Regions from separate parts of the Mus musculus genome. Here region 2 is linked to region 1. Evidence: chromatin contacts called from public promoter capture Hi-C data. All regions are on one chromosome and are shown on one strand. The core of a region is the stretch at or near the end of the contact, and the rest is flanking DNA. Distances in the headings are between cores, read along the strand shown.

Region 1 (3,514 bases), core at 326-2,825:
TGTTGTGTGTGTGTTGCTGCAGGAGTGGAAACTGTATAGTGGAAGGTCTTATAAAATCAAAGGTCCTCTCACCTGTGCAATTGGTACAACAGTGATATGTTATCTCAGGGTTTTTGCAAGAATTAAATGAAATTCTATATGGCAAGCCGCTGGTAAAGGACTTCATTTAACATGCACTCCTGTTGACTGCGGTTATAACACGACACCATGCAGCTTGGTTGGGGGTCTTGGGCCCTGGGATCCTTCACTTGCCTGAATTTGCCCTTGGTGGCTATGGATAGCCCTTATTTTCCTATCTGGTTACACTTACATTTCAACTGGGTCTCAGTCAGACAACTTTATACCTCGTCTAGAAACAATGAGAACAGGCAAAAGGAAAGAAGAGGACTTTCCTCGGGACACATTTTTACAGAATTCCCCCTTATAATGACACTCACCAATCAGAACCAAGAGCTACTAGCGCTGTGGTGACAAGGCTGGCCTTAAGCACATGGTTGCTCTGGCCCCTCTAAATAGGCAAGGTAAGGAAGGTGTGTTGGATTTCAGTCCCGAAACACTACCTCCTACACAACTCTAGGGGACAGCACTACCTCTTGATGGCTGCCCATCCCTTGGGTAGACTTAGTCCTGAAGTAAAGCTGACAGTGTTCCAGAGTAAGAGAAGTGAGCTATCTAAAGTCACACAGCTGGTAGGAGACAGACATCTGATTGAACCCTAGACAGCCTAAGTCAGGCCCCAGCTCTTTGCAGTGCTTACCACATCTGGTCAGCAAGTACTTGCAAGAGCCATGGGTCACCCAGAAAGACTCCTCCCTGACTACCAAGAGTAAACAACATGCTTGTCTGCATCCTGGGCTGCCCTCCAGTCAATGTCACTGGAGACCGCTTTTCTATTCTAGCTGGCAAGTGGTCACACTAAGAAAGTGCCAGCTACTAGCTGGCCTCGACTTCAAGTGCGTTGAGGAAACTGGGGTTCCCAATGTTTTAAGGATGGCTTCCATGGCGACCCAGTGGAGCACCTGTAGCATTTTTCTGCACCCCTGGGACTACTGGTGGATGGGACTACTATTCGCACAGCCTACATACACTCTTTGTAAGAGCTTCGTAGTCTCCAAATAGCATCTCCAAATCCTAAATCCAGGGAGGAGGGGGTCCACATTATTATAGTCTTCTCTAAGTGGAGGTTCCTAACTGCCAAATCCAGGGTAGGGACACTGGAGGTGAAACCCCAAAGAGAGCAGGCTCCCAGCTACATGTGTGGAGGCTCCCGATGTATAGGAACTCTCACGTTTGGGGACCTTGTCAGTCCCCTCTGTCGGTACCCGACAGCAGCCACGCGGGGTACTGAGAAACTCAAACTTTTTCACCAAACATCGCCCTACGCCACGCCTCTGTGCAGTGAGGGCCAGCAGACAAAAGGCCAAGGCCTCGCGGTCCTTGCAAGGCAGGCACCACCCGTAGCGCTTGGGGGCGGGGAGAAGATGAGGGGAGGAACTGTCTTCGGTTCTTCTACTGGCTGTAGCTGCTGTCCGTCTGATCCCTGGGGCGACTACGGGTCGGTAGGGGCGGGGCTTGTGTCCCAATGAATGGGGCGGGGAGCCGGAAGCAGGAAGTGAGTTTGCGAACGGAGCAGCTGCAGCAGGTGAGGTACAGCGCCTTGGTTTTGGGGTCACGGTGTGTCATCTTCAGGAGATCAGAGCGAGGCCTGGCTGTGCATGCAAGATCATCCCCTTTCTGTCCACCCTTCAGTGCCTCTTCCAAATCTCTCCCAGCTTTTGGGCAAGGAGAATTTCCAGGCAGTAAAGAGTTAACACCTCTTTCCGAGCGAAGGGGTAGATGGGGCGGAGCCGCGCAAATAAGGAGTACAGAGGGTGGAAACGTGTCCTTAGCCAGGGGCGGAGCGTGGAGAATGTGGTGGGTTCGGAATTCCTTGGGTCCCAACTGAGCTGAAAAGCTTTGGATAAGTTGCTTGCTTTCCAAATGTCATATGGTTCCTATCTGGAAAATGGGTTGTGCCCTTATATGGCTTCCCAACAGAGCAACAGAAGAAAACAGGATAGTGAAGGGCTGAAGAAAGACATGAGACTGGGGCAGATGCTAGGAGGGAAAAGCTGGGACAAAATATCATTGCTGTTTTTGATTTATTTTTTGACAAGGTTTTATGTACCCCAGACTGACCTTGGAATCTGACCCTGGGCCTGGTTGTTGGTTAGACAAACTCTACCAACTGGGTCACATCCCTGTCCTGGATTTCATACCCAGCTGTTGAGCTTGGTGTCATACTCACAGTCAGTGTTGCAGAGGAGCAAAGAGCAGTGCAGGGAGGTGAAGCGGCTGCCCTGGGTTTTAGACCTTTTGGTGGAGCGGGGTTGGGACGGTGGGGTGGATATCCAGCATGAAGCCTTTGTCAGCAGTTGTGATGAGCTAGAGGTGTTGGGAAATTCTGAACAGAGACTAGGACATCTGAGAAGGTGGAGATGAGGCAGGGAGTGGCTGGGGCTGGGAGTCTAGTAATGAGGCTGTGTTCTGCCGGTTCTTCCTTCGTACACTTGGCATCCTGGGCCTTAGTGTCCTCATCTGTAATATGAAGTGATTGGATTCAGATTTTAAGTCTGAGAGGCCACAGGCCAAAGCTGGCCCGCAAGTATTTGAGTCTTTGAATCCCAGCATTTCAGGTGAATGGATGCGACTGGATTACTCCCTCCTGGACTTCTGGATGGAAGAAGTTAGTTAGCTCATGAGCTTTCAGAGCAGCCGCGAAGATGCTGCGCTCTCTGAGATGACTGTGATGTGTTCTTGCAGGGCTCATGGCAGATACCCAGTACATCCTGCCCAATGACATTGGTGTGTCTAGCCTGGACTGCAGGGAGGCATTCCGCCTGCTGTCACCCACAGAGCGCCTCTATGCCCATCACCTGTCTAGAGCTGCTTGGTATGGGGGCCTGGCAGTGCTGCTCCAGACATCCCCTGAAGCCCCCTACATCTATGCCCTGCTTAGCCGCCTCTTCCGTGCCCAGGACCCTGACCAGCTGCGCCAACATGCCCTGGCTGAGGGTCTTACTGAAGAAGAGTACCAGGTCAGTTCTCACAGGCTCGCCTGGCTTCTGAGGGGCTTCTGGAGATGTGCGAAGGACCAGGAACAAGGGGCATAGGGCTCTCTCTCCAACTAGGTAGAGGATTAGACTAAAGGGTGCTAGCTCACACACACACACACACACACACACACAGCCCTGTAGCTTCAGGCTTGTTTTCTGTAGAATGTGCATATGGTCTGCCATTAGTGTAGTGCCTGCTTCAAGATACAGGGAAACAAGCCAGGCATGGTGGCACACATCTTTAATTCCCATACGTGAGAGGCTGAGGCAGAAAGATTGCTGTGAGTCTGAGGCCAGCCTAGATACCATAGTTCTTAGCAGTCTGCCATGACTGTACACCTGATACTGAGGGACAGAGGAAGGCAGCCTGGGTAGATACCAAGGGTAGAATGTTCTGTTTGTCTCTTAGTTCTTGTTGG
Region 2 (3,514 bases), core at 652-3,151, 2.3 Mb before region 1:
GTACTTATATAATAAATATATAAATCTTAAAAAAAAAAAAAAAAAAAAAAAAAACTGGGCTGGTGAGATGGCTCAGTGGGTAAGAGCACCCGACTGCTCTTCCGAAGGTCCAGAGTTCAAATCCCAGCAACCACATGGTGGCTCACAACCACCCGTAAGGAGATCTGACTCCCTCTTCTGGAGTGTCTGAAGACAGCTACAATGTACTTACATATAATAAATAAATAAATCTTAAAAAAAAAAAAAAAAAAAAAACTTTAAAAAAAGAAGATTTACCAGGCTGGCCTCAAACTCAGACACTCCAGAAGAGGGAGTCAGATCTCGTTACAGATGGTTGTGAGCCACCACGTGGTTGCTGGGATTTGAACTCCGGACCTTCGGAAGAGCAGTTGGGTGCTCTTACCCACTGAGCCATCTCACCAGCCCCAATAAATCTTTTTAAAAAAGAAAGAAAAGGTGTTCTAGGTAGAATGTAAAGAGTAAAAAGTCCAAAATCTGGAAGGGTGGAGAAGAGACCTAGGAGCAAGGACAAAAAACAAGCGATATTGAGAAGTCAGACAGAAGGGCAATATCCAAGATCCGGGCCTTGTCTAGAAAGCAATGGGGAGGGCTGGCAAGATGGCTCAGTGGATAAGAGCACTTACTGCTCTTCCGAAGGTCCTGAGTTCAAATCCCATTGGAGGCCCTCTTCTGGTGCATCTGAAGTCAGCTACAGTGTACTTATGTATTAATAATAAATAAATCTTTGTGCCAGAGCAAGCAGGGACTGAGTTTACAGGAGCGAGCAGAGCTGACCGGAGCAAGCAGAGGTCTTAAAAATTCAGATCCCAACAGTGACATGAAGACTCACAACCATCTGTATAGACACAGTGTAATCACATACATAAATATTTTTTTAAAGAAAGCAATGGGGAACCACTTGATCAGGTATTTGTCTAGTAAAACAAGAAGGAAGGAGAGAGGAGAAAGGAACAGAAAGAATAAAGGCAGAAGGGAGACAGGGGATAAAGAAGAGAAAGAAGAGAGGCAACAAGGCATGGAACATAGGAATAGAAGCAGAAAAGTTCAAGGTCATTCTCATCTACACGGTTTTAGGACAGCCTGGGCTACTGGAGACCTTAAAAAACCAAAACTGGCCGGGCGTGGTGGCGCATGCCTTTAATCCCAGCACTCGGGAGGCAGAGGCAGGCGGATTTCTGAGTTCAAGGACAGCCTAGTCTACAGAGTGAGTTCCAGGACAGCCAGGGCTACAGAGAGAAACCCTGTCTCGAAAAACAGAGAACAAAACAAAACAAAACAAAACTGTCCTAACACACACAAAAGGAGGAAAGCAGAAGTTGAGAACAGTTACCAGTTATGTGGAAACGGGTTTCTGAGAGGATAACAGTAAATGACAGGAGTCTCGGGGCTGGAGAGAGAGCTCAGCGCTTAGAAGCACTCGCTGCTCTTGCAGAGGTCCAGTTCAGTTCAGTTCCCAGCATCCACAAGATTACTCACTATTGCCTGAACTCCAGTTCCAGAGGATCCAACACCCTCTTTTGGCCTCTCTGCGTTCTGCATACACAGATGAACATGCTGACAAAACACTCATAAAGTAAAACTATGTTTTTAAAACTAGAGGCTTACTGGTGGCGAGCTGGAGTCACTAGTACAGTGCTGGCAGAGAGAGGATCCTAGTTAAATGAATGGAGGGAGGAGCCAAGGAGTCAATAGACTTGTAGCTTGTGTGATTGGGTGGCTATGCGTGTCACTCTCGAAGAAAGTGGAGGTGGGAGCAAAGGTGTCTCATTTCTCCTCCCATCTGTGTAGGATGATGTCGGTTGGTTGTTTCGAGGAGCGCGCCAAAAACAGCCCAGGCGGGCGAGGGGGCTTGTCCCGACGTCATTTCCGAAATACTTCCGGCTCGGGCGTCCGGCAACTTCAGCGCCGGAACTTCCGGCTGGTTCGGCCATCTTGACTCCCTGACCTTGGACTGGTCCTCGTCCGTGGTCGTTCCGCGCCGTCATGTCTGTCCTGACGCCACTGCTGCTGAGGAGCCTGACCGGCTCGGCCCGGCGGCTCATGGTGCCGCGGGCTCAGGTCCACTCGAAGCCGGCGCGGGAGCAGCTCGGGGTCCTGGTGAGCGGGACGGACCGGGAGCGGGGAGGTGGGCGAACTGTGGTAGCCTGCGACATTGGCTTAGGCCTGTCCTCAAGGCATGGATGAGACAGTCGCTCGGCTGCTCCTAAGCCCTAGGTATTTTTCCCAAGTTCCTGGATGTCAGGTCAGCCCGCTAGTTTGTTTACTCTGTTCGGCCTCTCTAAACCCGTCTCTCCTTCCATTCCCCCCCCCCCCCCACCGCAGGGGAGGGCATGCCTGGTAACTGGCAGCGACGTCATGGTTGTTACTGCTACATTTTATTATTAAGGAGGGCTGCAGAGTTCACCAGGTCTACATTCCCAGAGATGTAGGAGCATTTAGATACTAGGACAATTTTTACTTTTAAAACATTAGTTTAAAAACATGAGGCAGGGTCTCTTGTAGCCCAGGCTGACCACATTTGACTTTGAAGCGATAATCTCTTTAGTGCTGGGATAACAGGCCTGTGCCATCACTTGTGGTTTATGTGGTGCTGGGGATCAAGCCCGGGACTTTGTGTTAGGCAAGCACTTTCTTAATACTACACCGCAGCCTAGGCCCCCCCATCCCTCCCTTTTTTGGAGCTCTTCTGTTTTAAGTGACAATGGGTCATGAATCCAGATATCTGGGCATTGAATTAGGGGTAGAACCAAAGCACTGCCACTGAAGAAACAGTGACAACCAAGCCATGCCCTCTCTTACGCCCATTTAGTGGGAGGTTGAGGCATGAAAACAGAGCTCGGGAATTCAGGCCAGCTTGGGCAACATACTGAGACTCTGTCTCAAAAACAAGAGTCTGGGGGCTGGAAAGATGGCGTTTGGTGCATAGCCTCATGAAGACTGGTTCAGGTTCCAGCACCCATATAACAAGCTTGTAACTCCAGCTCCAACGCATCTGACATCCCGTCCTGACCTTGGGTAAGCATGCAAACACATACCTGTGCTCACACACATGCATCATACAAATATAGATAAAACACATCTTTAAAAGATACAAAACCCCAGCAGGGCAGTGTGGCACACGCCTATAATCCAGCACTTATGCTATAGAAGCTGTGGATCTCTGAGTTCAAGGCCAGCCTGGTCTACTGAGTGAGTTCCAGGACAGCCAGGGCTACACAGAGAAACCCTGTCTCTGTGTAGACAACAAACAACAAAAACAAAAAAAGAGAAGAAACTGTATAGAAAGCAAGGACACGTGAGAATGGTTTATTTAAGAAGTATTCGCTTCACCAGCATGAAGATTTGACATTGACTACCCAGTAACCGGCTAGTCTTTAGCCCTAGTGCTGGTAGGGGGAGAGGGGCAGGGAGCTCCCTGGATTCCACTGTTCAGCTTGTCTAGCCAAAACAGTGAACTTCAGGTTTAGTAAAAAAAAACCTGTCTCCAAAAAAA

What was found. Promoter capture Hi-C pulls out the DNA fragments that hold promoters and counts their contacts.
Region 2: a contact with region 1 is called in a promoter capture Hi-C map of liver, with 3 times the contacts expected there. A contact is called at or near these places in 2 of 39 promoter capture datasets (liver and pre-B cells) and 1 of 9 other capture datasets (liver).

The regions. Positions count from the first base shown.
Region 1 is chr19:4,926,348-4,929,861 of GRCm38.p6, reverse strand. It overlaps Dpp3 (dipeptidylpeptidase 3), which reads left to right and starts at 1,575. Exons shown (of 18, transcript NM_133803.2): 1 at 1,575-1,642; 2 at 2,803-3,077. The coding sequence starts at 2,808. It also overlaps a transcript of Peli3 not described here.
Region 2 is chr19:7,216,003-7,219,516 of GRCm38.p6, reverse strand. It overlaps Cox8a (cytochrome c oxidase subunit 8A), which reads left to right and starts at 1,901. Exons shown (of 2, transcript NM_007750.2): 1 at 1,901-2,118. The coding sequence starts at 2,005.